6 separate regions of the Mus musculus genome follow, and all the other regions are linked to region 1. Evidence: chromatin contacts called from public HiCAR-type, HiChIP or PLAC-seq, Micro-C and promoter capture Hi-C data. All regions are on one chromosome and are shown on one strand. The core of a region is the stretch at or near the end of the contact, and the rest is flanking DNA. Distances in the headings are between cores, read along the strand shown. Region 1 holds the start of Tada1 (transcriptional adaptor 1). Region 2 overlaps Cd247 (CD247 antigen). Region 3 overlaps Rcsd1 (RCSD domain containing 1). Region 4 overlaps Mpzl1 (myelin protein zero-like 1). Region 5 has its middle 46 kb from the start of Gm46170. Region 6 holds the start of Fam78b (family with sequence similarity 78, member B).

Region 1 (5,126 bases), core at 562-3,061:
AAAAGAGACAAGTCTCCCAATAGGCTTTTTAACCGTAAGCCTCACCAAACAGTATTATAAAAGTACACAACCATTCTAACGAAGCCAAAGGCTGCCATTTTTACCTATTTAAATTTAATTTAATTTCCTCCTTGCATCTCAGGTGGTCCTTCACCCATGGCGCTTGGTGTGACAGTCTTGAGGCAGGACTATCAAACTGAAAACATCACAAACGTAAAAAACGCAAAAGAGTCCCTCACCCCACTCAGCTTGCAGCCTCTTACCAGCTAACATCGAAAATTCCAACACAACTAACAATCTCTGTCTAAGGCCTCCCTCCTTCTCGCTTCCAGGCTGTAAAACCGCAGTTGTCTGGTCATCTGGACAGAGAAACCCCTTGTGCAACTTTAATGTCGCCTGGTTTTACTCTACCAGACTTTATAAGCTTGTCCACCTCATCAGCAAAAAGAGAAAAAAGAAAAAGAAACTTGTACAAAATTCTTGGGTGTAACAAGACAGCTGCCAAAACGCACAACTTGTGACTCTCCATTGAGAAGTCCACATCTGGGTATGTCTTATTTCCCTGGGCATCTCTTTTTAATTCCGGTGCTTAAAAATCTACAAATAATAATACTTATTATTTATTTATTTATTTATTTATTTAAAGCCTTTTAAAGAGGGGTTCCGACGAGGAGCTTGCACCTAAGCTTTTCTGACGGCCTTTCTATTAACACCACCTCTGCTTCACGGGCTGCTCTTGTCAATCATTTCAACTTCAGTGCCAGGAAATACGGGTTTGCCAGAATTGAAGTTCCCCCAAAAGATCGAGGCTCCTCCTCCGGCTGCCGCAGGCTACTGCTTATAGAGCTGTCACTCTGCCCCAGTCCCTGCTGACAGCCCGGCGGTGTGGGGAACGGGAGGACTTTCCAAGTAACCCCTGAAAAGCATCACACGGCGGGAACCAGAAGCCTCAGTCCCATCCTTGGGCAGTGACTTTGGGGGAATAAGTAATCTCTGTCTCTCGAGTACGAACTGTGCCGATCTCAGGTCTGAGGATTGGCTGGCCCGTGTGGAACACTGGGAAAGGCGTCCTACGGCCGGCTAGGCAGCCGCCCCCTTGGATGCTGTGGTTGTAAGGTGGGTGACCGACCGACTTCACTTGGGGTCTCTGTGCCTTCCGAACCCGCTTTCACAGCTCTTCTAGCTGGCCCCTGAGCAACGCGGGCCTCCGCCTCCGGGAAGCCCTCCGGGCCCCCCCACCCCGCCCCGGCGCGCCCCCCGCTCTACCGACTCCGGGGCGCCTAGGGCGCTGCTCCCGCCCCCACGCGGGTATCACCGGTGTCGGGACGCCCAGGAGAAAGTCCTCCAGCGCCTCGAGTCCCGGCGGAGCCCGCACGGGAGCCGTGGCGGCCGCGAGACGCCTACGGCCTCCGGGAGGTGAAGAGAGTCCAGGGACTACGGCAGCCCCGAGCTTGGGGCACACCCACGGACAGGCCCGGAGGCTGGTCCCCGCGGCTCTTACTGTTTCACGTTGTCCCCCAGCGCCTCGCTCAAGTTCTTCTTGGCTGCCTCCAGCTCGCTCACAAAGGTCGCCATTGCAGCGCGCGTCTTTCAGCCCGACCGTAGACCGCGCGGCCCACGGCCACCAGCAACCGAAAGATCAACGCGGCGGAAGGCCTGCGCGCCGGACGCTGGAGGCTCGACTCGACTCGATTCCACTCGGCTCGGCTCGGCTCGGTTCGGCTCGGCTCGGCTCGGTTCGGCTCGGCTCGGCTCGGCTCGGCTCCGCTCGGCTCGGCTCGGCTCCGCTCGGCTCGGCTCGGCTCGGCTCTGCTCGGCGGCCCCGCCCCCATCCGCTAGGGAGACGTTGCGTGGGTTTGGTTCTTGGCCCCGCCGTCTCGCAGTTGGGAAAGCACCCAGCCAAACTCCCTTCGCCAACTCCCGCCTCTTGGCTCACGTGACCCGCTTCCCCTGGTGGGCGCGTGCCCAACCTACGCCCGCCTGCCCGCCCGCGGCGGCCCCCGGGGCGCGAACTTGACCGCCCCGCCCGCCCTCCGGCCAGGCCCCGCCCTGACTGCAGGTCAGCTCTTCCCAGAAGGAAGAGCTCAGGTCCCCGAGTGCATGCAATATCTAATTTATCCTCTTGTCCTCATTTTTTTGCCAAGTGCTCACCACCTATTGTGACATTTAGTTGGTCGATCTCGTTTTCTGCCTCCTGCAACTAAAACGAGAGCTGCCTGAAGGCAGGATTTATGTTACTCAAGTTCTGAACATTCACTATTGACAGATCAAATAAAAATAATTCCCAAGCAGGACTACCAAAGGTCCTAGGGGAGGTAACAGGAGGAGTCTCAGCAGCTAGTTAGCCTGACCCACAGAGGAAAAGACGCAAAGAACCTCGTTTCAAGTCAAGGTCAAGTGGAAGGACCCACAAGCTAGCTTGTCCTCTCTCAAATTCCAAATTCACACTCGAATATGCACATATATACTACACTAGGAAGCCATAGCTGTGTTCAGCTTAAAACTTTTTAAAGCCTACTTTTAAAGTCTCTCTCTCTCTCTCTCTCTCTCTCTCTCTCTCTCTCTCTCTCTCTCTCTCTCTCGTTTTGACAGAGTGGCCTCTTAACTCACATAGATCCAACTGCCTCTAGTGCTGGCTGGGACTAAAGGCATGGGTCACCATGCCCAGCTTGTTTGTTCTTGAAATAGGGTCTCTCTTTGTAGCCCTGGCTATCTGACACCAGGCTATTATTTTGCCTTAATGTTCATGTTTGTTTGTTTGTTTTTTGAGACAGGGTTTCTCTGTATAGCCCTGGCTGTCCTGGAACTCACTTTGTAGAACAGGCTGGCCTTGAACTCAGAAATCCACCTGTCTCTGCCTCCCAAGTGCTGGGATTAAAGGCATGTGCCACCACTGCCCGGCTAATGTTCATACTTTTAATGACAGCATAATTTTTTAAAGATTTTGTTTTTAGGTAGATGTCGTTGTGAGTGAATTTACAGGTGGTTGTGAGCAGCGGGCCCTGTTAAATACTGCACAGATAAGATGCATACAATGACTTCTTTCCTGTCTATTAAACTGGGGTTTTCTCCTGTATTAAAAGAAATATTTTAACAAGCATCTTTATGCAGATTCTCCTCATTTGTAATTATTACTTTAGGACAGAATCCTGTAAGAGAATCATGGGATCGGGTGGCAGGAATCGTTATGAATGTCTCGTCCCTGTGGTCAAGCGCCTCCCAGTTTTTAAAATAATCCTCCCTATATTCAAAAGGAAGCCCCAGTTTAAACCCAGCAGCCTTCCGGGTGCTTGCAGAAGTGGTCAGGCTGCTCACTTTTCATCACGTGCATTTAACGGCCTCTGCTGCACACCTGATACCCAGTCCCTTCCAGTAGGGTGGGTGACTGGGGGCGGATAATATTACTCTTAAATATTGCCCACTTTCTGCAATTTATTTCCATAGGCCAACACAACAAAAAAGGAAGATACCCACTGGTTTATTTTTCATAGCAGCTTTTAATTTACTATTATTTATTCATTCATTTATTTATTTACATGCGTATGTGTGTAGGGACTCAAGGGTCACAGCCCACGTGTGAGGTCAAAGAACAAAGGACTCAGGTCTGCCCTTCTGCCACGTGTGTTCCAGCAAGTGAGCTCGTGATCAGGCTCGGTGAGGAGCACCATTACCACCGAGCCCTTTCACCACCTGATTTCATATAACTATTTTACTTGCATATTTATAAAAGCTTTGTCTCTGTTTATTTCTCAGTTTTCAGCATCTTAAACAGCATTGTTTTTGCTTTAGCATATTTTTTGGAAGAACACAACAAGAGATCTACCTGTAACAGATTTTGTAACTGTGTATCACTGTGTGTACAACAATGTATAAGAAGATCTCTAGAGTCTACTTAGTTACTTCCCATTTCTCCTTCTCCCAGCCCCTACTAACCTTTCACTCTATGAATTTGATTACTTTAAATTCCTCCTATGAATGAAATTGTGGCATACTTTTTTTAATGTTGTGTCTTTATTTCACATAGTATGTCCTCAAGATGCAACTGAACTGTGTTGTCACACTTTGTATTCATATATATGAATGACTTATATATGACATATATATATATATATACACACACACACACACACACACACACACACACACACACATAGGTTGTTCATCTGTCAACAGACTCTTAGGCTAGGCCACATCCTAACTACTGGGACTATTGTGTAGGCCAGGCCACACTGTAAAAATAACTTTTATTCATCTGATGCAGATGTCTGTGAGGCTGACTGCCTCTATCTGTAAGCCTAGTCCTGAAAGCTGCTAACCTAGGCCTAGAATATTTCAGCCTCTGAGGCTCACTGCTGACTGCGCTCACGCTTTCCAGCTCTTTATGAACTCTGGCTGGCTGGTTCAACTCAGCTGCTCTGGCTCCAGCTCTCCAAGCTGACTGATTCAATCTGGCTTCTTTCTCTTGGCCTCTCCTAGATTTCTCTGCTTGGCCTCATACTAACTGTGGCAATATGCTCTAATCTTTTGGCTTCTTTTCTGGTTCTTTTTATGTAGTTAAACCAATTTAAATGTATCCCCGTCAGGCTTACAAATGAGTGAGACTCCGACTACTGAGTCTTGGCTTTGAAAATCACTGGAGATAGCCCCTTACCTACTTTTCTGCTGGCCTGGCTACCTCCCCAGCAGTGTGCTCCAGACACTTGCTGTTTCTCCTGGCCATGTGCTTGCTCATGGTCCATCTCCCCTCATGGTGGTTTCCCCCTCTCCCCTGAATCCTTCTTCTCTCTGCCTCTGCCACCCCCCACCAGGTAAACTTGAAACCTGCCGACCTCTAATCCCTCCAGAAATTGGCTGAGCCAATTTTATTTAACCAAATAGTTGTTTTTGTTGTTGTTTTTGTTTTTGTTTTTGTTTGGTTGGTTGGTTTGGTTTGGTTTGTTTTTGTGAGACAGGGTTTCTCTGTGTAGCCCTGGCTGTCCTGGAACTCACTCTGTAGACCAGGCTGGCATTGAACTCAGAAATCTTTCTGTCTCTGCCTCTGCCTCCCGAGTGCTGGGATTAAAGGTATGCGCCACCACGCCCGGCCCTTAACCAAATAGTTTTAAATTAAGAAGCAAGGTTGCTCT
Region 2 (4,482 bases), core at 477-2,976, 560 kb after region 1:
GTGGGTCTGACTCATTTTCTTCCGTTGGCACATCATGGAATCTTTCCACGACAAGACAGCATGTCATAGAAGGAGCAGCCTATGGGGTGTTAAAAAAGACGGACGTGCTCTGTCCATAATATTAATCTTTGCTTTGTTCTCTTAAGAAGCTCACTCAGTGCCTCAGTTTCCTGATCTGTCAGGAGGAAAGGACAGTCACTATTTCCATGGGGTGCAAATGACATCATAATGAGATCACTTTATAAAATGGACCTCAGAATATAGCTATCAGAGATTATCATCATACTTAGTAAAAACAATTAATAATGATTGCCAGGATGCGTTAAAGAGAAATTACTCAGAGACCCTTGTTGAGGAACAATAAGAGTGACTTTACCCAGGCCATTTAGACAGATAAAGGACCACTTTGGTGGGCTCCTCAGTGGGAAAGAGCAGTGGGGCTCAGCTTGACCACAGTAAGGGCAGGTGGGCAGGTATAGTCCGACGTCAGGCAGGAGGGGTCAGTGGATGGAAAATTACTAAGAAAGATATATCAGGAGTGAGAGAGAGATTCTGGCTAAGCTGACGTCACAGGATCCCAGCTGAAGACAAAATGAGGCACCCCTGAGGGACAGTGGAAGACGGGGCTCATTGGATTCTGAGATATTGAGTGTGACCAGGTGTCAAGTGTGAGCTTCTTGCTGGATTGACTTAGCAAGAGTCTCAGGGTTTTATTAAGCACACATGGACCAAGGAGGAGAGCCGGAAGCTCAACTAAAGCTGGTCAGAAACACTGTCAATCGACATAATGGTGATTTTGAAACCTTTTGGAAAAAAGACCCCACAGACCTGTGCTAGAGGAGACCAAACACCTCTGCGTGTGCACACCTGCTTTCAGTGCCTCAGGAGCAGCTCGGGGAAGCCAGGGGCTACTGAGCACAGGGTAGGTTTCTGGGTTGGGGGGAAGGAAGGGCTGATTGCTGTGTCCAGGATCGATGAGGGTGACTCTTCCCAACCATTAGCCCACATCTCATGGGGAGGCAGGCAGCTTGCAAGGCAGGGCTGAGGCGTAGACTGGATTTGTGAAGTTTTAACTCCCGACAGCTGACAAAAGACTAATAAAATCTGGGCCAGGATTTTCCCAAGAGGGATGTGTCACCATGGACTAGAAATGAAACCGAGGGGAGGAGGGCTTTTGGAAGAACTCCCTTATCCTCTGCGCTTTTGTGGGACAGTTGAAAATACACGTGGTGCTAAATTAGCGCTCCAAGACCACGAATAAAAGTGCTTTCACATTCCTTTCTTTAAAAATATTTATTCAAATGGGATGAAATGTTATGGGGGCTTTGTGTCTGGAAGCAGGGTTAATTAAGGATTTCCTGCCGGCTTTGTGAGGCGGTGACATGCCATTGAGATGCCCCGTCTATTTAGTCTGCCTGCTTCCCTTTTCTTTCTATTCATCCAGCTGGTGGTGAAATTCCAGGGAAATCTTTGCAGGGATGTAAGAGAAAACACTGCTATTCCCTACATTCTGTGCTTACCAAGAAAATGAGGGTGTCGGAGACTCGAGGCACACAAACCAGACTACTACAGAACCAGGTCTGGGTCCCCTTCCTTGAGGTTTGTAAAATGTGATGTAGCTGGTGTGCAGAAAAGAGGCTCTTGAGCTCCTGGCCAGGGGTTTTCAAAGGAAAAGCCCAGCCGCCTTGTGCGGCCTCCTGAAACAAAGGCCCAGGGCAGCCCCTTGGAGCTCAGCGCCCCCATCACCTCCCCCGTTCTCACAGGCGGTTTCCCTGACATAAAAGGGCTGCCTGATGCAGTTGCTCCTTCAACAGCAGGTTTAAAAAATGCATGAAACCCAAGATTGAATGCCACCCAGTTTGGCCTCTACAGAGGCTAGCTCTGCAGAGGGACAAGGGGCAGCCAGGCCAACCAAGAAACCAAGGAAGCCTGCTTTCTGCTCCCTGAGGCAAACCTGTTTTAGGGGCCAATCACCCCTCCCCCATTTTGATCTTCTGACCCCAAATAGGATCTGTGGCTTGTTTCTCTTGAGGACCCTCCTGCCCTGGAAGCAGTCAGTTTCCCCAGGCAAATGTAGGCAAACAGGGTCCAGCACTCAGAGTTGGGCTGCCCCCAACTGCTGTCGCAAAGCTGTCCTCAGAGCCTGTCACCGTTCTGCGCCACCTTAATTTTTCTTACCCACCTTAACTTCTAATTTTTCTTATCTTGTTCTCTACACATCTTCTCCCTTCCCTCCTTTTGCATTGTCTCTGAAGGGCCATGCATACGCAGTTACTATATTTTTGTATGTGTTAATATGATTAGTTTGTTAAAATGGTATGCCAGGTTTAGGTCCTTCGTCCCTTCGTTCCTTTTGACAGACCCTCACCGTGCAGTCGTGGTTGGTTTACAATTCACTATATAGACCAGATGGCCTTGAACTCATGAAACTCCCCCCCCCCCCCGAGACTGCGACTGCCTCCTGAGTGCTGCTGGCACTGAAGGGGAAACCTTTACTTTGCCTGTTTCTTTCTGTTCAAAAGTTCAGATCGCTTCACCCCAGCGAGAGCAGCTAGGATGGGAAATCAGAAGCAAGTGTTGGCAAGGATATAGAGAAACTGCTGTGCCAGATGCTCCTGGTAGGGATGTAAACTGGTATAGTCGCTGTGGAGGATAGCTTGCCAGTTCTTGCACAAGTTCAACTACTACATGACCTCCCAATCCTACTTCCGAGTACACATCTGAAGAGACTGGAAAGCAGACCCCTGTCTGCCCACACTCAGAACACTTTCCTCACAATACCAAGTAGAAGCAACCTAGGTGTCCATCACTTGGTGTGTGACCAAGCCAGACGGGATCTGTAAATACACCTGGGACATTATTCAGTCTTTAAAAGAAGATTCTGACACCTACTAAAGCAAGATAGGGCCCCACGGATAATATGCTAAAATAAGAAGAAAACATTCAAGCATTCAAATACTGTATGATTCTGTTCATACAAGATACATAGGGAAGTCAAAAAATCATAGAGACAGAACATAGAATGGGAGTTGGGGGTGGGGCAGTTGGCGGGCACTGGAGGTTGGTGGATGTATGGTTTCAGTTTTACAAGATGAAAAGAGGCTTAGAGACAGTTGCTCAACCAAACGACTGTACTTAATACCACTGAACTGTACACCCAAAATGGCTAATGTGGTAAATTTTATGTTGTGTGTGTTTTACCACAAACTTTTAAATCTGAGGGGAAAATATTAGAAGTCCATGTCATTGTCTTGGGCACCAAATATCCTAATATGTCATCATACTAAGCCACTCAAGGTTCACTTGTGGAGGGGCCCAGAGAAGCAGAAGAGATGGATCAGGATTCAGGTACAGGGCCTAACCCTTGCAGTACCAAGCTTACTAGGAACCCTCAAGTCTCTGTCATTCTCCCGCTGTCTGCTAATAACCTCTGCAGGTCCAGTGTTTTCTACAGCTCTCAGAGATGAAGGTCGGTGGCAGCTAGCACACTTCAGAAGCTTGTGTGTTCATGAAGGGGTGGAGAAGAAAGAAGAAAGAAAACAGGTGAGCTTGCAGCTTCTCCTCAGCCAGAGCTAACCCAGCTGAGTGACCCCTTCCCTCAGTCTTCTTCCCTAGCTGGCAGTTGGTCCCTGACAGGCGATGGGAAGCCACTGAGACCCAGCTCACAGGGATCCCTCGGTGGGTATTTGGGGGAGGGAGGCAGAACCCCGTGCCTGCTTTGTCCAAGGACACCAGGTGATGGCAAATCTGGAGGACTGGGTCCCAGAGTGTGCAAGGGTGCTGCAGAGCCTACTGCGGAGAGGGAAACAGGCAGGGGTGTGAGGGGACCAGAGTACCTTTTTGGAGTGAATGCAATTCTTCTTCCTAGCAGGTAGAAAGTATCTCCTGGTGTTCTCCATCCCCACACAGCCTCATTCCCTCAGATCTCCATTCTCTCCCAGCTCCTGGCTCTCTCCATCTGTCCCCTGTCTGTTTCATAGGCACAGTCTACATTATCAGCTGCTCTTCAGCCTAGAGCCTTCCTTGCTCCTCACATGAGGCCAGAGCTAGCGTTTAGCCTGTGGGACTATGGGACTGTGCCTGTTTTACAGGTGGGTGCAGAGGCTCAGCATAGAATAGCTTGTCTAGGTTTACACATTTGCAAGCAGGAGACCTGAGATTAGAACCTTGAGAGTCTAGCTTCAGAACTAGAACCAGGTTCATTACTAAGTTACTTTGTTGGGTTGAGTTGGGTTGGGTTGGATTTAGCAATAATTCCTTCTTCCACCACTCATTCCCTTCCCATAACTTCCTTCATTCACCCTTATCCTCTGATGACAGAAACGATGCTCGACCATGCCAGGAGGTTGGGTTTCCAAGCATAGCTGAGAGGTGGGCAGGTGGTGACTGACAGGCTGAGAAGAGAACTACCAGCATTTGGTTCTGACAGCATTAACGTAGAGCTCCATATTTAATTCCTGTCTTTTTTTTTTTTTTTCCCCA
Region 3 (4,636 bases), core at 1,580-4,079, 700 kb after region 1:
CCTCTGTGTACCAGAGAGGCCTGTTACAGGAAATCCTGTTATAAAGCGAAGAGACACTTATTAAAATAATACCTTCCTCAGTTTATTTGTTTATAGCCTACGTGGATTTATGACACCTCATGGCTACCTTTTAGACTGGATAGAAAGAATGTTCCTGGAATATTTTTATTATGTGGCTTCTTTTAAAGCCATTCTAGGAGGTGGGTCTTGTTGGTTTGTTGTTGGCTGAGACAGTTTCTCTGTGTAGCCCGGGCTGTTCTGGAACTTACTCTGTAGATCAGGCTGGCCTTGAACTCAGAACTCAGAGACCCACCTGCCTCTAGCCAAGTGCTGGAACTGAAGGAATACACCAACTCGCACAGCTGAGGTGACTCCTTTTCTTTCCTTTTTGTGGGGATGGCAGAGTCTTACCATGTAGATCAGGCTGGCCTCAAACTCACAGAGATCTGCCTGCCTCTGCCTCCTGAGGGCTCAGATTAAAGGCATGCCCCAGTACACCTAGCCAAATGACTCTTTTTTATGATTTATTTTTACTTTTAACTATGTGCACATATGTGTCTGTGTGTAGGTATGTTCGTATGAGTGCAGATGTCCTCAGAGGCTAGACAGGCCATTGGATTGTGCAAAGCTGGAGTTGCAGGAGGTCAGGAGTTTCTCGGTGTAGACAGTGATTCGTTTTGTTGATTAGGGAACTAAGGTTCCGAAGGGTAAGAGGTCTAATAGTTGTTAAGGGACAGGAGGAGAGTTTGAGCCCAGGCCTTTCATCTTAGCTGGAGTTTTATAGTATAATTCTACTTGGAATTCAAGGAAGAAGAAATAATACCTTTTGTATCAATGAATTTTAAGAAAAGTATACAAGCTTGTAAAGATTAAAAATAAATTAATATATTAAGCCAAAGACTGTCACATGGAATTGGTGAGGGAAATGGTTGTTGCATGATGACAGAATTCTTCCCATGAGTTAGTGCTGGCAAATGGACACCGGGCTTGGCCAAATGCAAGTTTCCCACCTTCATTACATGTTATAATCTTCTATTGAAAGTCAGATCAAATCGTTCATGTGGAGGCATAGGTGAACATCAGCCGCCATATTCGTTTAGATGGGCGTGGCTTACCCACCCATCCTTCTTTTATGTCATTTGCTTGGTCTCTGAACACCCCAAGGCCTCTGACCCTGGGGCATGTCATGGACTCAGCCTGCGAAGGTCACCACCCCAGGCTCAGCATGAAGCTCACGTATTCTGGAGATACATTTTCCATCTATACAGAAGTGGGACTTTGCTCTCAGGGTTAAGCTGTGGAATCAGATTAGCATCTTCTGTCCATAACACCAACATATCGAGCAGACATAGACCTTGAAGAGTAAGATCTTGCATGTTGAGTCAGACTCAACAAGTTTTGAAGCCAGTGCCACTGAGCCAGCAAGTAGCTGAGGAACTGACTCGCGGTAACTGACACTGTGGTATCCTGTAGCTCCTAGGATGCAGCGAGGGCTAAGAGCTGATGTCAGTGACATAGACACAGGAAGTGCTCCGACTATATTGGCTCCCGTCTTCTTTCTCCTTCCCCAGGCCGATGACTCCATGGCCTCTGAGGAGGATGTAGTCTTGTTTATTGCCGGGAATATGAGTTTAAACTGGGTTATTCAAGGCTCTTAGGAAATCAGAGGCGTGGGGACGAAAGGAAATCACCTATGCTCCTAATTCTGGAAATCTGTCTCTTCTGAGGGGATGGTGGGGTTGAGTGGCTGTTTGGGCTTCAGACTGATCGGAGAGGAGGAAGAGGCAGCATTTAAAACGTGTCTGCCGCTACTGCAAGCTGGCTTCAGTTCCAGTTTTCCTAAAACCACCTCCAGGGCACACATACTTACATTTAGTACCGAAATCTCTTCGTGCAGTTATTAGTAACTCCGCCTCCTCTCCTCTTCCCCTCTGGGCACGCATGCCCATTCTGTAGACACCTGGGACTCGGAGTTGACATCCCTGGCAACTCCCTCCCTTGGGTGGTTTCCAGGGTTTGCTCCCCAGCCACACCTTCCTCAGAGGACAGAGCTTGGAAATCTCACTTCATCAATTTCACACACACACACACACACACACACACACACACACTATTTTGTATTTTAATATATCTCAGCGACTACCTTTCTTTCCCTTAAAAATGTGTGATGGACAGCTTTACGATCAGCTCTGAGTTGCTGTCTTGTTCTGTATGCCAGCACACGTGTGCCCAGTCTCATACCTTTTCACGTGACTGGGATTCTCCCGACACCCTAGGTTTTCCCAACGATATTTTTGTTTTCCCCTCAAATCAGCTTCAGTCCCTAGAAACCTCATGTACGTCTTTCTGCAGAATACCTATGTTCACGTAGCTATCCAGTTGCATGTGTTTGCACACACATGTACAGACGCACAGGTTTTGCAGCCTGTTGGCTTCTCTGTGTCTGCTTCTATATGTGTGTTATAACATTTTGTGGAAGTTCAGAGCGTTCTCTTTCAGTCCTTTTCATGGTTTTGTAATCGCCTGTTATGTGGATACACTGCAAACCATTTCCTTTTTTTTTTACGGGCATTCTCTGTGTCGTCATGCCTTTACTGGTGTACACAGTGCTGCCACGGTGGCCTTTGTGCCCATACACACCGGGCCTTCTACAATCTGTGAGGTAGATAGAACATGAGGCCAAGCCGGGAAGATTTGTATAATAGAGTTTAATATATGCTTCCAAATTGCTTTCTCAAAGCACTGAAACAACTCGTATTTCCTCCAGCAGTATATGAGGGCTCCCCCATGGCCTCTGGCTCCTCCAGCTTCTCCTTCCTGCCCGTGTGAAAGGCACAGCAATCTGGTGCTTCCGTAGTTCACATGTCCTTACAATGAGTGAGCCTGGGCATGTCTTTAAGTAGACTGGCTTGTTACTCTTGCATATTTGTGTACACACACACACCATGTCCTTGTCATGCCAGCTTGCTTTCTATGGCAGATGTCGCCCCCTTTCTGTCTTGTTAGGAGTTCTTTTCCTTCCCTTTGTGTATAGCATTTTTACCATGCAAGTTTTCAGAGACTGGAGAGAAGGCTCAGTTTGTAAGCTTGGCTCTGCACACTTAGGGACTTGAGTTCAAGCCCTCAGAGCCCCACACAGAAGCTGGGTATGGTGGTGTGTGCCTAAGCCCAGCCCTGGGGAGGCAGAAGCAGGAGATCCCGGGAGCTTCCTGGATGGCCAGTGTAGCTGAACCAGTGAATTCCATGTTGACTAAAGAAACTTGTCTCAGAAAAGAAGAAGAGTGATGGAGGAGGACCCAAACGCTGCCTGCTGGCCGCCGCATGTGGACATGCCATGAGTCCATACCTGCACACATATGTGTACACAATGCATGCAAAAGTGTACATAAGCCACACACCAAAATCAGCTTTAAAAAGTGTTAATAGCTATAGGAAGCTTCTGCTTCTTTAAATTGTTTTTGTGTTTTGTTGGGGGTTTTTTGTTTTGTTTTTGTTTTTTAATAGTGTCTAGGATCTCCAGCTCCATTTAAAAGGGGAAGCATGTCAGGTTGGCGCGCATGTGTCCTGCACTCTGATGCTACATCCCTCCTTGCAGCTGAGTTATCTGTTTGCCTTTGAAATCTTAGAAACCCCAGAGCCAAGTGTGGGAATTTAGCAAAACTTGCTGAGCCCTGTGGTGCAGCTCCCCTCAGGCCTTGCTGAGTGAGTCCTGTGGTGCAGCTCCCCTCAGGCCCTGCTGAGTCCTGTGGTGCAGCTCTCCTCAGGCCTTGCTGAGTGAGTCCTGTGGTGCAGCTCTCCTCAGGCCTTGCTGAGTGAGTTTTGTGGTGCAGCTCCCCTCAGGCCTTGCTGAGTGAGTCCTGTGGTGCAGTTCCCCTCAGGCCCTGCTGAGCCCTGTGGTGAAGCTCCCCTCAGGCCCTGCTGAGTGAGTTCTGTGGTGCAGCTCCCCTCAGGCCCTGCTGAGTGAGTCCTGTGGTGCAGCTCCCCTCAGGCCCTGCTGAGTCCTGTGGTGCAGCTCCCCTCAGGCCCTGCTGAGTCCTGTGGTGAAGCTCCCCTCAGGCCCTGCTGAGTGAGTTCTGTGGTGCAGCTCCCCTCAGGCCCTGCTGAGTGAGTTCTGTGGTGCAGCTTCCCTTAGGCTTCAAGCCCATTCTCTGACCAGATCCCATAGCAGATACCAGTGTGGAATAATTCTGTGTTTTAGCTGCTGTTCTCCTTTCCCTCCTCTGTAAGTCCTCCATGTGCTCCTTAACAGGAAGTCTCCATTTCCCAGATCTCCTCTATACTTTTCCATTTGCTGTGGTGAACTAGATATGGAATGTCCCTGAACTCTCTATGACCCTGCTCCAAACATGCCCAGTATTACAAAGTCCTTTCCAGTAGTCTCAGTCAGGTCCTCACCCTTCCCTGGACGTCCAGCGCTCTCTCTAGAGGGCAGCACTGTGACGTCTGCTCCCCTGCCTTGGTTTTTGCAGTCTCTCCTTGGGTGGTAGGATCCAGGTCAAGAGTCTCCCCTTAACATCCTGTGCAGCTTGCACCTTTTCGGGATAGCTTCCAAACACCTTTGCATTTATAGAACACTCAGGCTGACAGATAGTCTGCACACACCCCCTCATTCGATTTCTTTTTAAAAATGATTTAT
Region 4 (4,754 bases), core at 13-2,512, 760 kb after region 1:
GCAGTGACTGGCCTGATTTAGGACCTTGTGAATATTTCTCATTTCAGCAACAGAAAAATCTTTGTTGGTCCAGAAAAAAAGTTAAGGCTAGGGACGTGGCCAGCTGGACATGGGTGTGAATGGTAGGGATTGGCCCTGAGACTGGAGAATCCTGCCTGTTCCCACAAGTACATGGATGTTTCCCTTACATTGAGATTCCGATAGATAAATTCCCTTTGGAGGAGACCTGTAGATGCTGCCTTCAAGACAGTTCCAGCCAACAGATATTGTCCCGAGTAATCTCTATAGACACCCTCCACCCCCGCCCCACCATGATGGTGTTTTAAAACTTGGATTTTTTTGTTTGTTTGGCTTTTCAAGACAGTATTTCTCTCTCTAACCTTGGCTGTCCTGGAACTCACTCACTCTGTAGACCAGGCTGGCCTCAAACTTCGAGACCCACCTGCCTCTGCCTCCTGGGTGCTGGAGTTAAAGGTGTGCGCCACCACCCCTGCAAATCTTGAATTAAAAAAAAAATGATTTTGGTTTTCTTTTTTAAAGACTTGTTTGTTTGTTTATTATATGAGTATGCTGTAGCTGACATATTAGAAAAGGGCATCGGATCCTGTTATAGATGGTTGTGAGCCACCATGTGGTTGCTGGGAATTGAACTTAGGTCCTCTGCAAGAGCAGCCACGGTTCTTAAGTGCTACGCTGAGCCATCTCTCCAACTCAAATCTTGAAACCTTTATTGTGAAGCACTCAGAACGTTGTATATTTTGTTCTTTCTTTCCTTAGTTCTCTCATTTTGTGCCCCCCACCCCCACCCCCAGCATCAAACAACACCTGAACACATTGAGAAGGGACCACGCGACTGTCAGGTCAAGAGTGTAATAGTGAACATAGAACCCGTCCTCTGCCCTCTGATGGCTATAGACAGCTGTCCTTTCCACAGAGCACAATGGGAGAAGTGCCCAGGGAAGGACAGGATGTCATGGGATCACCAAGTGTGGGGGAAGGAAGTCATTTTGAGATTGAAGCCTGAAGCAGAGGCTCAGACAGCGTGCAGAGGAAGGAGTGTGTTCCCGGCGAGTGGAAAGTTCACTTGATGAGGATTTCAGGCTCACTGAATGGAGTATATTTCTGTAGCCGTCCCTGACTTTGTGTCATTCAGCTAAGAGGGTTCCAAAATAGCAACCCTGACGCATGGAAGAAAGGAGCCCATTTGAGCTCTCAGTGGCCTCTGGCCACCAACCGCTGCCAAGCAGCTCTGCACCTGCGCAGTCGCTGCTGACACACGTGACCAAGCTCTGCTTAGCCAGTCAGATTGTTCAGGCACAGTGGGTACTACTGAATGTTTTGCCTGGAACATTCTGGGACTGAAAAAAGATGTTTTTCCCCTTCTTACTAATGTCTTTCCCTCACTTTGTTTGTTGTTTGGTTTTTGAGACAGGGTTTCTCCGTGTAGCTCTGGGTATCCTGGAAACCACGCTGTAGACCAGGCTGGCCTCGAACTCAGAGATCCACATGCATTAGTCTCTGGAGTGCTGAGATTAAAGCATTCCACCACCACGTGGCTCTCCCTCAGTTTTTATCCTGAAACATAAAATGTTTGGGGGGGGGGGGGGGAGGCAGAGAAAGAACACAGCTCATGGGGTAAATAGAGAGTAAGAGCCCAGGCACCTGTCCCTTCCACCGTGGTGGCCCAGCGGTAAACTCCTCCTGAATGACCTTGTGTTTAGTGTTTTGTTTTTTTCTTTTAAAAGGTCACATGAGGGCTTGTCTTAGCAGATAGTATTAGCCCATCACCATGTTCCAACAAAATCAATGAAGCATAGGCCAGAGAGCAGTTCCTAAATAGATGGATTTATACGCTTTCATGAGAGGCCATACTGGCAACTTCAAAGTGCTTGCCGGGGTGGGGGTGGGGCTGGGGGTGGGGGTGGGAGGCTGCGGATTAAAGCAACCGCCTTCTTTCAATGACAGGGAAAACCTTAACAGGATCCTTTGTAACAGTAACAGAACGAGGATGGTCTCAACCAAAAGCTGTTTCAGGATCGTTGTCTGCCTGGGCTGTGGGGGTGTTTTGTTTACTCACAACTATGCTATCCAGTATATTTCCAGTGGTTTTACAAGTTTGAGTTTATTTGGAGTAATAAGGTCACTGGGCCGCCTCACTCACTTCCTGTTACGTTCGTAATTCAGAGTATTGGAACAGGCCATGTCAGGAAATGACCTCCTGGACGAGCCATGTTTGTCTAACCGGGTCTCAATTTGCTTTCTTCAGGCTGGGTGGTGTGGCACTCGTGCTGGGGACTCAGCTAGATAGATGGCCGGGTCAGAGTCTGCCTGAGCAGCTGCCAGACCCAAGAAACAAAGCTTCATTTCTTTGTTGTTTTCATACTCTGTATTTTCCTTTTGATCTTTACTAAAATGTCCTGGCTTTCCATCTAAACCATAAGCACATCAAGTGTGGGTATTGTTTGCTTCTTGTAGAAATGACCTTGCTGCGTTGTGTTTGCCGGTCAGGGATTCTCTAGGTGTCTTTCCATCTGAGGCAGTCTCCATGCTCTTTATAAACGGCAAAGTCACTGCTCAAAGATAAATTGGCAAGGCAGTGCGTTTTAGAAGCCCTAGTCTCTAGGGCTCAGTAACTGAAGAGTTCTTTCTGGGTTGTTTATTTGTTTTCTTGACCTTTGAGCCCCAGCATAACTCAGCAAAGTTTTCTGCTGCTTGTTAAACAAAGGGGGAAATGTGCCGATGCTGTTACTGTGTCAGGGTTTACACAGACGTTTGTTTATGTAAGCCTTGGACGTAAGTTCATGGAGTTTGGAAACACTTGATAAGCATTTTGTCTTTTTATTCATTAAATTTTTGTTTTATATGTAGGCCATAATCTTTCCCCTGATGTCAACAGGAAAAGTCATTTTAAAGTGTTTTAAGGCTCAGAGTTAATACATTGTGGCTTAGTTTTCTTTCTTTCCTTCTTTCCTCTTCCTCCTCCTCCTCTTCTTCCGACTCTTCCTTCTCTTCCTCCTCCTCCTCCATCTTTTTTCCTTTTGCTATAATAAATACTATGACCAAAACAGTTCACCATGAAGGGAAGCCTGATTAGGGGCTCAAAGCAAGAACGGACGCAGAAGCCGTAGAGGAAGTCTGATCACCACTGCCTTGCTTTCCAGGCTCCCACTCAGCTACCTCTCTTTTGCCTTCCAGGACCATCTGCCTACAGTGGGTTGGTCCCTCCCACATTGATCATTAATCAATAAAATGTCCCACAGGCTTGCCTATCGGCCAACTTGACGAAGGCATTGCCTCACCTGAGGTCCCTTCTTAGATGACTGTAATAGGTGCCAAGTTCACAGTGAACTAACTAACACATTGCAGCTTCCCTCAACTTTGTTTTTACTCTTATGTTGTTAACTTCCATTTCAGTTATGTGTGTGTGCATGCACACAGCATGGAAGTTGGAGTGAGATACTGTGTATGCTGTGGCCTGCATGCGGAGGTCAGAGGACAACTGTCAGGGATCTGTCCTCTCTGTCTGTTATGGGCTTTGTGCCAAGGACCAGCCTCAGCTTGGCTTGGGGTTCCTAAGAGAAAGGGTGTCTGGGAGCCGCGAAACAGTTCTAAGCTGACGACTTGTGTTCCGCTAGAGACAGCTTTCCAGATTGCTCGCTGTGTTCTACTCTGCTCGAGACAGCTTTCTCTTGCTATTCTAAAAACTCTTACGATAGCTCAGATCAAAAGCCCAGTTTTTAATTTATGTATCAATTCAGTCATTCCCCAGGTTCCGATGAATCAGCATCCTGTGACTCCAGCCCTTTGATTCTTAGACAGAGTCAGCAAGCACAAGCACAGACAATAAGATAGCTGGGTGAGACCCAACTCTGAAATTATCATTCCTACCATGCCTGGGCCTGGACCTAAATTCCCTCTGTCCCAGGCTGATCTTGATCTCAGGAATCTACCGGCCTTTGTAAGTATAAACAAAAAAACTTTGCTGGATGGGACCTTGCCGTGTGATCACCACTCCCTAAATCTATTTCTTTCCTTCCTTAGTATCTGACAAGCTAGCTCAGAGTTCAGTTGCCTTTAGGTCTGTGAAGCTCATTATATAATTTGTATTGCATCCTTATATGTTGCATAGTTGAGAAATTATATATTTTTGAACTCATGGATTCGTTGTTCTTTCCCACAGCCTTGAGGGCTATCCTGAAGGTCACAGTGTTCTACCATTTAGCTGAGACATAGACACACCCTCGCCTCCTGGACTCATGCTGTCTCTGATTATCATGGAGTCATCAAGCTTGGCAGAGAGGACCTTCCTTGAAGGAGGAACATGAAAATATGTACACCATTATACAAACAAGCCATATGCCCACAGCCACCACTGACACCCGTGGAGGCCCACACACTGCTGGCCTGTTCCAGGGGCAGGAAACCAAGTTATACTGTTCCTTACATGGCCAAGCCAACTTGGTACTCTGGGTATGGAACTAGGTTATCAGGCTTGTGCAACAAGCACTTTGACTCTGAGCTATCTAGCTTCAACTTTTATTTCCGCATTTTCTTGAGAAGTATCAGATTTCCACATTTTTAAAATACAGCATTATTTTTGGTTGACCTTCCCCACCATCCTCTCCTCTCCCATCTCTCTCCTCCCCCACTTCTGTTTTTATAGCATATCTGTCCGACTCCTTCCCCTCCCAAATTAAAGAATCTCTTTTTCCCCTCACAAGCCCTTTTAAGTCTCCATGGTTCTGTATACACTT
Region 5 (4,763 bases), core at 974-3,473, 840 kb before region 1:
GTCTTTGCTTTTTACTGCCCTGCCTTTGTTCGTGCTATGAAATGACCACACCCTATGTACTTGGCTGTAAATAAAGACAAATAAAAACAATGAATTCAACTCTTCACTCCTTTGTGGGTGCCTGGTTAGCAGCAGTCTCCGAAGCCTGCTGTGAGAATTGGGCGGAGGGAGGGCTGGGCCTTGCATTTCTGGAGGAAGCAGGGGTGCTTAGCCTGCCTCCTGTCCTGGTCTTGGGATGTGTGTGGGACAGACTCCCAGGGCTCTCCCAGGGTTAGTTACCTTGCACTCCCTATCACATGGTTTCTGGGAGGCTGAGGTTCTAGGAACGCTGACACTGTTCTCACTGATGTCCTTTGTGTAGCCTCTGCCGCCTTCCAGACCTACCCACTTCTCTCTGTTGAAAAGGAGAACTAAACCTAGGTGGAGTGAGCTAGGGGTGGGGTCGGGGGAGGGAAGGTAGCGGGGTGGGGCATGTGTAAGGAAGCTTACATTAATGACAACTCACTATGATGTGAATGAAGGTATATGTGTGTACTTTTAAAACATACATGTGCATGTATGTATGTATGTGTACTATATATGTGCATGCAACGCACAAAGTGTTGGAGTGAGGCACCATGTGGGTGCTGGGACCCAAACCTGGATCCTCTGAAAGAGCAGTAAGTGCTCTGAACTACTGAGGCATCGCTCCAGCCTTTCTATTCTTGCTTGATTATTTATTGATTGATTGATTGGTTCTTTGAGGTAAGAGTCTTGCTATATAGCCCTGTGCCATGTTGACCAGAATGGCCTCTGAACTCAGAGAGATCCACCTGCCTCAGCCTCCCAAGTGCTGGGATTAAAGGCACACACAATCACATCCAGCTTATTCCTGTTTTTAAAAGACCTACATCCAGGGCCTTTCACACAACTGGCTTTTGCTCTTTGTCGTTCCTGACAGTTCCCATGTCTTAGCTTCCCTTCATCTCTACTTCTCATCCTGTCTTTCCAGATGCTTGCTTTTTGCTAACCCTGGAACTAGGCAGGCCTCTGGATAGGAGCCTCAGCAGTGTCCCCTCTTTCCCTAGGGTGGTTTTGCTGGTGAGGCAGGGCAGTGATGCTGCTCTTAATTCTTTCTATGTGTATGGCTGTTTTGCCTTCATGGTATATCGGTACCGCTTGTTTGCATGGTATCCTCAGGCCAAAAGAGGGCATCAGATGCCATGGAATTGAAGTCACAGGTAGTTGTGAGTCTCCCAGTTTTAGCTCCAGATTAACATTGCTTTAATGAAGCCATCAATGGGCTGGCTTGCAGACAATGGCTTCAATACAAGGAGTAGAGAGAGGGTCTTGGAACATGGCATTGTAGGCTTCAAGAGACTAGGGTAGGTGGATTCCTTCACGATATGCTGGGGGTGTTTAGGTGCTTTAAGGCGGATCTAAAGTTTAAGTTAATGGCACATACCTGTGACCCCAATATTAAGCTGAGGCAAGATGACAAATTTGAAGTCATCTTGGGTCACATACAAAGACCCTATCTCAGAAAAATCCCTCCCAATCGCCCCTTCGCCACCACAAAGAGAACAATTTAAGAGGTCATTTTCTCGACTGGGGATGTTTCTTGGTACCAAAGCACCTGCCTAGCATAAGCAAGAGGTCCAGGCTCAATCCCCAACATTGCAAAACCGAAACTATGAGCTAGCTGTTACCCTAGTCTTGCGTGTATACTTACATACATATTTCAATAAACCATGAGCTAAAATAACATGGGAACCCATTAGAGACAGGACTAAGCCCTGGTATATACATCTTAGGAACATAAAACTACCCTCTATGTAAACACCACATCTACCCTGGGCCCTGACTTGTACTGTTTGGATTCAGTGGCTCCAAGGACTTGTGTGTTGAGTTCTGACTGTCCTGGCTGGGGCAAGCCAGCACCTGGTGACAGCTCCCCTGCCTGGACGGGATGCTCATCACACGTGTGCATTTCAGAGGAGCCCTCCCAGTGCCATCTGCTTCCTCTGAAGTAAACGGCCTCCATTGTAAAATCACACTAGATTTTTCCTGTGTTTGTTATGTGTTCACTCATACTTAAACAGACAGACAGACAGACAGACAGACAGACAGACAAACACCCCTCCAAAAAGCAAACCAAACCTGTGAAGGATGCTAAGAAATGTGCTGGTTCTCCGGGATCACTGGAAAACTGAATTCAGCTGCTGCAAAGGTCTAACCTAAATGACAGGAAGTCTGGTGTGTGTCTGCCATCTAGTGGTGGGGATTCAGACGGCAGCAGGAGTGGGTGGCTTCAGTTCCTGGACAGCCATTTGACTGGCTATTGATATTTAAGAGATGTATACTCAGGTGCTATTAAAAGTATTAACTACTAATATGACTTTAAAAAAATATTTAAGCCTCCACTAGAGCACATAGAAACTAACTCCCTTAATTTCTCCATGGCAACAATTGTGAGTGGATTGGGATGGGGGGAGGGAGTGTGGATGTGTGTGTGGATGGGTGTGTAGGTGTGAGTGTATATGTGTGTGTGTAGGCTAGAAGTTGTCAAGTGTCTTCCTCAATCACTCTCTTCTTCCTCTTCCTCCTCCTCCTCCTCCTCCTCTTCTTCTTCTTCCTTTCTTCTTCTCCTCTTCTTCTTCTTTCTCTTCTTCCTCTTCTTCCTCTCCTCCTCCTCCTCCTCCTCCTCTTCTTCTTCTTCTTCTTCTTCTTCTTCTTCTTCTTCTTCTTCTTCTTCTTCTTCTTCTTCTTCTTCCTCTTCCCCTCTTCCTCTTCCTCCTCCTCCTCCTCCTCCTCCTCCTCCTCCTCCTCTTCTTCTTCTTCTTCTTCTTCTTCTTCTTCTTCTTCTTCTTCTTCTTCTTCTTCTTCTTCTTCTATTATTATTATTATTGATAATATCCCACTATGTAGACCAGGCTGGTCTCTAACTCACAGAGACCTGCCTCCTGCCTTCTTGGGTGCTGGGGTTAAAGGTGTGTATCATCACGTCATCCTATACCATTTATTTATTTATTTATTAGGTGTGTATCATCACGTCATCCTATACCATTTATTTATTTATTTTAGAGGGGTTTCTCTCATGTGGCTAGAGACCACAGGTTCTGTAAGGTGGCATGTCCCTGCCCACGAAATGGATGTGTGCTGTAGGATCCAGAGGATTCTGGGACTGCATTCAGGCCCTCATGCTTGTATGGCCACCTCCCCAGCCCCAAGGCTACAGCTGTTTCTACTACAGTAGTTTTTACAGGCTGCTATCATCAGCTGTCTATGTGCATGTGTGCACATGTGTGTGGTTATTATTATTTTAAAAGCATCACTGGGATCTACCCTGAGAACTCTGAGCCTGTAGACCTGGAAGAGGATCAGTGATAACAGGTTGTTGGGGTGAGGTGGATCAGCTCTACAGGGAGGGTTGGAACCCCAGGACCTACCTTGTGCATTTTTACCCATAGGGACCCTCACACCCTGGTGTTCCTAGCACTTGTAATGCTGCCTCTCCCAGACATGTCCCAAGCATTGCAGATGGGGACTGGAAAGGTAAAATTCACTGCAATTAAGGGAAGAGAGAAGGAGCCACTGGAGTCCTTTCATTCTTTCAGTTAAAAGCAGACCGTGGGGAGATGCCACTTGTCTCCATAGATGCCACCCCACACCAGCTCTGTTTTGCACAACAGTTCCTGGAGAGCAGGGAGTGTGTCTGCATCACTGAGCATCCAACATGGCCCACCAGAGTTCCATTGGAACAAGGTACTAACTAGAGAAAGTCCCATGGTGCCTTACATGACTGGAACCTGCTTTTGGCCATAACCTCCCATCGGTTTTGGGACTGTGTAGACTGCTGGCAGGGTACCAGCCTCCCTAGTTCTCTGAGAACTGAGAGTATGGCCTCCATCTTTATCAATTTAGTGGCTTAGTAGGTCACATAAGGTGACAGACACAATGTGATTTAGGAACAATGAAAGGATAATGAGTGAGTGTGCTGCTCAGTTCAGTTCACTATGCAGCTAGCCTTGGTGGTACTAAAAATTGATTGAGTTTAGCTCAGACCAAAGTATTGCTTGTTTTCTTCCCCCGTTGCTGTGATAAGAATACCCTGGCAAAAGAAACCTAAAGGAAACAAAGGTTTTACCTCAGCTCACTGTCAAAGGGCAAAGTCCACTGTGGGGAAGGCAAGGTTGTAGGGGCATCCACAACCAGGAAGGTGAGGGCAACAGATGCAGGTAACTGCTCAGCTTCTTTCTCTACTTAGACAATCCAGTACCTAAGCCAGGGAATGGCGCCACCCACAGTGGACAGTGGCTCCCCATTTCAGTTAACATGATCAAGCTAATCCCCCACAGGCATGCCCAGAGGTCTGCTTCTCCCAGGTGAAGTTAGAGTCAGTCAGGTTGATGATTATTGGCACTGACCCTCACAGTTGAGTCAAACAGACAGAGGAGGGACTCAAGCCAAGCCAGTATCGGCTGGGTGACAGGCTATGCCTATGAACCAGCAAGTGTCATGAGGACTACTTCAGGTCAGTTTGTCACATTGTCATCAGACCTAATGTCTTCGCAGTGAGGCACCAATGGTAACAAACACCACTGGAGGTGTATGTCAGTGAGGGTTCGTTGGGTTGAGCTGCATGCAGTAGGAAAACAAAGTACCAAGGACGTGTGACTTGAGGAAAGCAGCCTGTTTTAATCCTAAGTCAGCAGTTTTTCAACCTTCCTCAAGCTGCGACCCTTTAATACAGTTCCTGATGTTGTGGTGACCCCCTAACCATA
Region 6 (4,892 bases), core at 119-2,618, 620 kb before region 1:
TAGTAGATAAAAAAGTCCAGAACACGACCTCTCAAAGCTAGTGTGGTTCCAGGGCAGGATGTCCGCCCCTGGCGGCCGCAGAGCCCTGGCGATCTAGGTGCACCGCAGCTGCCAAACCCTCAGCGCGCTCTAACCGGCGCTGCTGAAGGAAGTTGGAGAGCTCCCAGCCAGCCGACTGGATAGGCGGTGGGCGCCTGGGAATCCCTTCCAGCGCCGCAATTAGGAAAGTTTTGAAAAGTAAAGACCCCAGACAGATGAAGTGTCTCATCCTTTCCTTGAGCCTAAGAAACACCTCGTGTTACACCAGGCTAGCACAAGGCCACCAGTTTCTCTTGGCCCGGGAGCATCCGGTGCCTTCCAGCTCCCCACCGCCCCAGAATTGGTCCTCAGGGCGCATAGCTAGAGGGGCTTTCTGCCCAGCTGGAGATTCCAGGCAGAGATGCTCCTTAGGCTCGCTGGCCTGGGAAGCAAAGGCAGAACCTCTAACTCCCATTCCTACACCCTGGACCTTCTCTTCCAAGCCAGCTTGATTTTCTCCAAAAGACGCACGACACAGCCCATGCGCCCCCGGGACTCCACTCCTCTCCCCAAACTTCCCAGGGAGACCCACAAATACAGACTGCGCCCCCAAACTCCCACGACAATCGCCAATCATCCTATCTTTGCCTCTTGTACCCTCCCAGTCGCGTTCTTCCTGCCCCTCACTATTCTCCTCGCCTCTCCGAGGAAGTCAGAAGCAAAGCACGAGAAAATGCCTTCGCGAGGAGCCTCCCGTCACCCGCCCTGTCACTGAAACAAAAGCGCAGGGAGGAGGGAGGTGGGTGGGGAGGCAGGAGGAAGGTTCGGAAAGAGATGGGGGCAACGGTAAGAGGGGTTGGGGAGGGGGTTCAGAATGGAGAGTGGAGAAAGGGGCCAGGACCCCGCTCCCGCGCCGCGTGGCGTGGCCGGTCGCTTACATGCCCAGGTCGCTGTAGGTGTTGAAGAACTCCATCTGGTTGCATGCCTGGATCCAGCCCACCACCCAGGTCTCGTGGCGGGGGATGGGGGGCATGACCACACGGGCCGAGGCTTTGAAGTAAGGGGTCTTGTAGCGCAGGACGATGGGCGAGGTCTCCTCGATGCGCGTGGGGCACTGGTCGATGGTGGCGCACACATCGTACACCACGATGTTCTCGCGCCGGATCCGCGCCTTGCAGGTGATGCTTTGGATACAGCCCATCCTGCCGCCCGGCGCCGGCGCGGCGCGGCGTGGGGCAGCGCGGGGGCCCGGCGCGGGCAGCCGCGGGCACCCGTCACGCCGGCATGGCGACGCGCCGCTCGCTCCCGGTCCAGCTCAGCTAGCGCCTAAGAGCGAGGAGCCGCCGCCGCGGGGCATCCTCCGGGGAAGCCCCCTCCCCTTTCCGCGCGCTGGGTCGCGGCTGCCCCGACGCCCGCCCACGCCCGCCTCCTCGCTCCAGCAAGGGCGCGCGGAGCGTGCGCTCCTAGGAGGCGGCGGGCGCTCTCTCCGGCTCCCGTGCCCCGGCGGAGGGCAGGGAGGGGAGCGGCGCTGCGAGGAGTGGTGCCCACCCCGGGCCGGAGCCCCCCGCCCTTCGCCGGAGAGGAGGAGGAGGAGGCGGCGGCGGCGGCATGGAGCTGCGGGAGGGTGGCGGCGGCAGCGCCCGGTTTGTCTGTTTCCGCGGCGGCAGCAGCAGCAGCCGCCGCCGCCGCCGCCGCTGCATGAACCTCTGCTGCACCGCGGCTGCCCCCCGCGTGCAGCGCACCCAGCGGCGGGCGAGCGGGCGGCCCGAGCGGCAGGCGGAGGCAGGCGGCGGCGGCGGAGTCCGTGTTCCCTCCCGCCCCGCCCTGGAGCCGGACAGCGCCCACACTCCCGCATCCGGCTGCGGGGGCGTGTGGGGGGCGCCAGGGGACCGTAGCCCCGGGCGGAGAGCCCAGCGGGCTAGGGCTACGGGGGACAAGCTCCGCGGAAGAGACTGGCTGTACGCCATGAGTTTGTCCCTCTTCGGCTGCCGTCCGGGGGGGGGGGTAGTGTGCAAGGGTGGGGGTGTTTAAAGGGCCGCTAGCTCCCGGGCGGGGCGCGGCACGTGGGGTTGGGCGGGGCCGGGACCCCGGTAGGTGGCGCCCCGCGGGTGATAGTGGGGTGTAGAAGCGGGACCCTGCTTATTGGGATGGGTGGGGCCGGGAGGGCGCGGCGCGGTTCAGAGTATAGAGGGAACCACAGTGGGGTACGGTGAGGCTGCGGGAGGAGAGATGTTGGAGAATCAGCTCCAGCTGAGATGTATCGTTGTGATATAGTTTGTTAGAGTTGGGTGTGACCTCCAGCAGTGCCACGAAATAGATTTACTACCTCGTTCACTGGTCCGCATTTTCCTTTAGTCTAGTAGAAGCTTTATTTTTTAATTTAATTTTATTTTTTTGCACCACAGTATTGAGAGTGAAACCTGAGAAATCCCATTGGAGGCTGACACAAAATCACCCCAAATGCCAGTGTTAGTCGAGGCACCAGCTCAGTCTACTCATGGCCTGTTTTCATATCACCCCTCCACAATCTCTGAAAATACTCTTATCAGAACAACACACAGTGTGTATGTGTGTGTGTGTGTTGGGGGGGGGGGTTGTTGGAGCTCCTTGGGAAACACTGCCTTTTGAATGTCTTGTGTCTTTAGACAAGTTGTACTTAGTGGAATCATCTAGGTAGATTAGAACGCTTAGCTACCCTCCCAGTCTTACCTAAGGCCTGTTAAATACAAACAGAAGTTCAGGGCTTTATAGAACCCAGGAGGATTAAAGAGTAACCACTTGATTCTACAAAGTCAAGGCGCCAATTTGTAGAAAACCCTAATCCCTGTAGAAAGCTGGGGATCTTAGGGATCTTTTCTTGTCTTTGCTTCTCCTGAAGGTGCGTGGTGACCAGCACACAGTCATTTCTTACCAGCTGTGTCAGAGTGAAACCTTGACGGAAGAGCCGCCGGTCTCCGCTCTCTCCCGATGGAAACTGACGCCAGAGATGGCCTGCACATTCCATTCCGTGTATCTGCCACGTGTGTGTTATTGTGATCTCGGGTGTCAAATAGGAAGAATATTTAAGAGATGATTTTTTTTAATTACGTGTCTTCTCTCATAGTTCAGAGCCAGCAGCTTCTTTTAACCTTTTTTCCCCTCACGATCATTGAGCATTTGCTGGATCTGGTACTCACGTGTGAACTCCTCTAACAGGCCACACAAGACTGCCTGGGTGAGTCTTTAGTTAGGACAGATGAATTCCTAAAGTTCTGAAAGCAGTTCTAAAAGCAGCCTCCATCCTTGTCTTACCTTTTCTGACACGCTGGCTTCACTTTATAGTTCACACACACACAAAAAGCAATCTCCTTCTTTGATGACATGGCTCACTTTATGATGTAGCTGCAAGCCTCCATCACTGGTCCCTTTATTCAGCAAACACTTCCTGGTGGCATGGCAGGAGCCAAGTATTGTCCCTAGGTACTAGCGACTCGGGGTTGGACCAACGTTCATGATCCGCTCGAGAAGATAAATCTATTAACAAGTTGTTACAGTCAACTGTGCTGCTGCTGTAATAGAAACGGATAGCCAGTGCCAGGGGAGGCCAGACAGGAGAGCCACTGAGATTTATAGATGGCTCTACCGAGACAGTGACATTTGAATTAGATCCTGAGGACTGATTGAGACTGGCCCAGAAGAGAAACATCCGAGGATGAGACAGAGATGAGTTTGTGAAAAAGCAAAATGCGTAGAGAGGTGAACGAGCTTGGGCGCAGTCAGGGGAAAACAGCCGCTAGTGGTCAACGGACTTCAAATCTCTGTCCCCAAACTCGTTGTTGATCTTCAGGGGAAGTCAGTGAACGCAAGTTTCAGTTTGAGGGGGTGGGAAATGGTTCTCTACCAATGTGGAGACTAGAAATAGGCAAGGTTTCAGGGTCCATGATTGACAGATGATTTGGCCTTGAGTTAGGGTAGAGTTATGGGGCTCCGGAGGCCTGGCTGCGTCTGAGAGTCATTAGGAGGTAAATTTGATTCACTCAGTGATTGATTAGTGTTAGAGGAAGGTCGGGGCCAAATATTGAGTTTTCCAGCTTTGGTGGTCAAATGCATGTGGTCAGATGAAGACAAAAGTAGGAAATTGTTGAGGTTGGGAGTCAAATCGTGTTCAGTTGGCGATGCTCAAGAGACGGTTTGGGGGAGGAAGCCAGAGTTTGGGTTTCAGTGGTTATTATCTTCTAAGGGATAGACAGAGAGAAAAACATTCAGCTGGAGAATTAGGTTATCTTTCTCATTTGAATAATTGGTCAGTCTGCAGTTGTGTGGCTAAAAACTCCATTGTCTTCTGGTAGTACAAGCCAAGAGGCCATACATGGAGAGAATATGTTAGCTGCCTCCAAAATGTAGGAAAAATGTGTAAGGGAGAATATGTTTTATTTTCAAAATGTAAAAGATTTGATGTACCTAGTAGAGTGGCAATAAAATATATTATCTACAGCCTTTGATCAGTGACTCTCTTGATGACTTTACCCACGACCTTGGTGAATCTCCGGAATCATGAGTGTCACCATGACGGGTTCAACCATAAAATATAGTAAACTATAGTCATAAAAGTAAAGGATGCTCTCAGACTTAATGGATCTCAAACAAACGTGGGACTATGATAATTTCTAAAGGTATTTACATAAAGTTTGCAATTAAAATAAACTTACTTCATTATAGTTATTGTTACCTTTTAAACTGCATTATCACCGGAGTCCTCAAGGAAAAACGAAAAGCCCGTGTGAGACTCACTGTGTCAATGCCAATGAGAAAGTGAGCCAAGCTGTGTGGAGACACAAATGCTAGGTGTTCAGTGAGCTCCACCCACTGGATAGATATGGCTGGCATGGACTCTT

The links. Promoter capture Hi-C pulls out the DNA fragments that hold promoters and counts their contacts. A called contact is a pair of places that touch in the nucleus more often than the background predicts. HiCAR-type assays count read pairs that join an accessible place to other places. HiChIP or PLAC-seq counts read pairs in DNA pulled down with a chosen protein or histone mark.
Region 2: a contact with region 1 is called in a HiCAR-type map of astrocytes, with 2.8 times the contacts expected there. The contact joins the enhancer-like site here to the promoter of Tada1 in region 1. A contact is called at or near these places in 11 of 39 promoter capture datasets (the C10 cell line, cranial neural crest, embryonic stem cells and 5 more), 14 of 115 datasets of contacts at active chromatin or transcription factors (the 230-238 cell line, acute myeloid leukemia, astrocytes and 8 more) and 1 of 9 other capture datasets (pancreatic islet).
Region 3: a promoter capture Hi-C map of the HPC-7 cell line shows a contact between it and region 1, with 2.3 times the contacts expected there. The contact joins the enhancer-like site here to the promoter of Tada1 in region 1. A contact is called at or near these places in 6 of 39 promoter capture datasets (the C10 cell line, the HPC-7 cell line, embryonic stem cells and 3 more) and 1 of 115 datasets of contacts at active chromatin or transcription factors (bone marrow-derived macrophages).
Region 4: a promoter capture Hi-C map of liver shows a contact between it and region 1, with 2.7 times the contacts expected there. The contact joins the enhancer-like site here to the promoter of Tada1 in region 1. A contact is called at or near these places in 5 of 39 promoter capture datasets (cranial neural crest, hippocampal neurons, liver and 1 more) and 2 of 115 datasets of contacts at active chromatin or transcription factors (astrocytes and embryonic forebrain).
Region 5: an H3K4me3 HiChIP or PLAC-seq map of bone marrow-derived macrophages shows a contact between it and region 1, with 6 times the contacts expected there. The contact joins the enhancer-like site here to the promoter of Tada1 in region 1. A contact is called at or near these places in 12 of 39 promoter capture datasets (3T3-L1-derived adipocytes, the C10 cell line, cranial neural crest and 7 more), 1 of 15 datasets of contacts at CTCF or cohesin (large pre-B cells), 1 of 484 Hi-C or Micro-C datasets (bone marrow-derived macrophages), 6 of 115 datasets of contacts at active chromatin or transcription factors (the 230-238 cell line, bone marrow-derived macrophages, embryonic forebrain and 3 more) and 1 of 9 other capture datasets (liver).
Region 6: a contact with region 1 is called in a Micro-C map of embryonic stem cells, with 4 times the contacts expected there. The contact joins the promoter of Fam78b here to the promoter of Tada1 in region 1. A contact is called at or near these places in 6 of 39 promoter capture datasets (the C10 cell line, cranial neural crest, embryonic stem cells and 3 more), 2 of 484 Hi-C or Micro-C datasets (both in embryonic stem cells), 2 of 115 datasets of contacts at active chromatin or transcription factors (embryonic forebrain and forebrain) and 1 of 9 other capture datasets (adipose tissue).

The regions. Positions count from the first base shown.
Region 1 is chr1:166,375,852-166,380,977 of GRCm38.p6, reverse strand. Tada1 (transcriptional adaptor 1) reads right to left here and starts at 1,811. Exons shown (of 8, transcript NM_030245.3): 1 at 1,502-1,811. The coding sequence starts at 1,575.
Region 2 is chr1:165,811,560-165,816,041 of GRCm38.p6, reverse strand. All of the region lies in intron 1 of Cd247 (CD247 antigen), which reads right to left. Among named protein-coding and RNA genes, the nearest start is that of Gm23402, 4.1 kb to the right of the region's middle. Within about 2 kb of position 1,726, at least 53 of the 459 cell types and tissues checked have an H3K27ac peak or open chromatin away from gene starts, as enhancers often do. A contact at or near this core is called in astrocytes, double positive thymocytes, embryonic forebrain and 1 more, where this site is marked.
Region 3 is chr1:165,679,519-165,684,154 of GRCm38.p6, reverse strand. All of the region lies in intron 1 of Rcsd1 (RCSD domain containing 1), which reads left to right. Among named protein-coding and RNA genes, the nearest start is that of Rcsd1, 26 kb to the left of the region's middle. Within about 2 kb of position 2,829, at least 102 of the 459 cell types and tissues checked have an H3K27ac peak or open chromatin away from gene starts, as enhancers often do. A contact at or near this core is called in the HPC-7 cell line, bone marrow-derived macrophages and liver, where this site is marked.
Region 4 is chr1:165,614,774-165,619,527 of GRCm38.p6, reverse strand. All of the region lies in intron 1 of Mpzl1 (myelin protein zero-like 1), which reads left to right. Among named protein-coding and RNA genes, the nearest start is that of Mpzl1, 17 kb to the left of the region's middle. Within about 2 kb of position 1,262, at least 112 of the 459 cell types and tissues checked have an H3K27ac peak or open chromatin away from gene starts, as enhancers often do. A contact at or near this core is called in astrocytes and liver, where this site is marked.
Region 5 is chr1:167,218,226-167,222,988 of GRCm38.p6, reverse strand. It overlaps a transcript of Uck2 not described here. Among named protein-coding and RNA genes, the nearest start is that of Gm46170, 46 kb to the left of the region's middle. Within about 2 kb of position 2,223, at least 28 of the 459 cell types and tissues checked have an H3K27ac peak or open chromatin away from gene starts, as enhancers often do. A contact at or near this core is called in bone marrow-derived macrophages, where this site is marked.
Region 6 is chr1:166,997,893-167,002,784 of GRCm38.p6, reverse strand. It overlaps Fam78b (family with sequence similarity 78, member B), which reads right to left and starts at 1,368. Exons shown (of 3, transcript NM_175461.4): 1 at 957-1,368. The coding sequence starts at 1,219. Gm16701 (predicted gene, 16701) reads left to right here and starts at 3,055. Exons shown (of 3, transcript NR_037988.1): 1 at 3,055-3,232.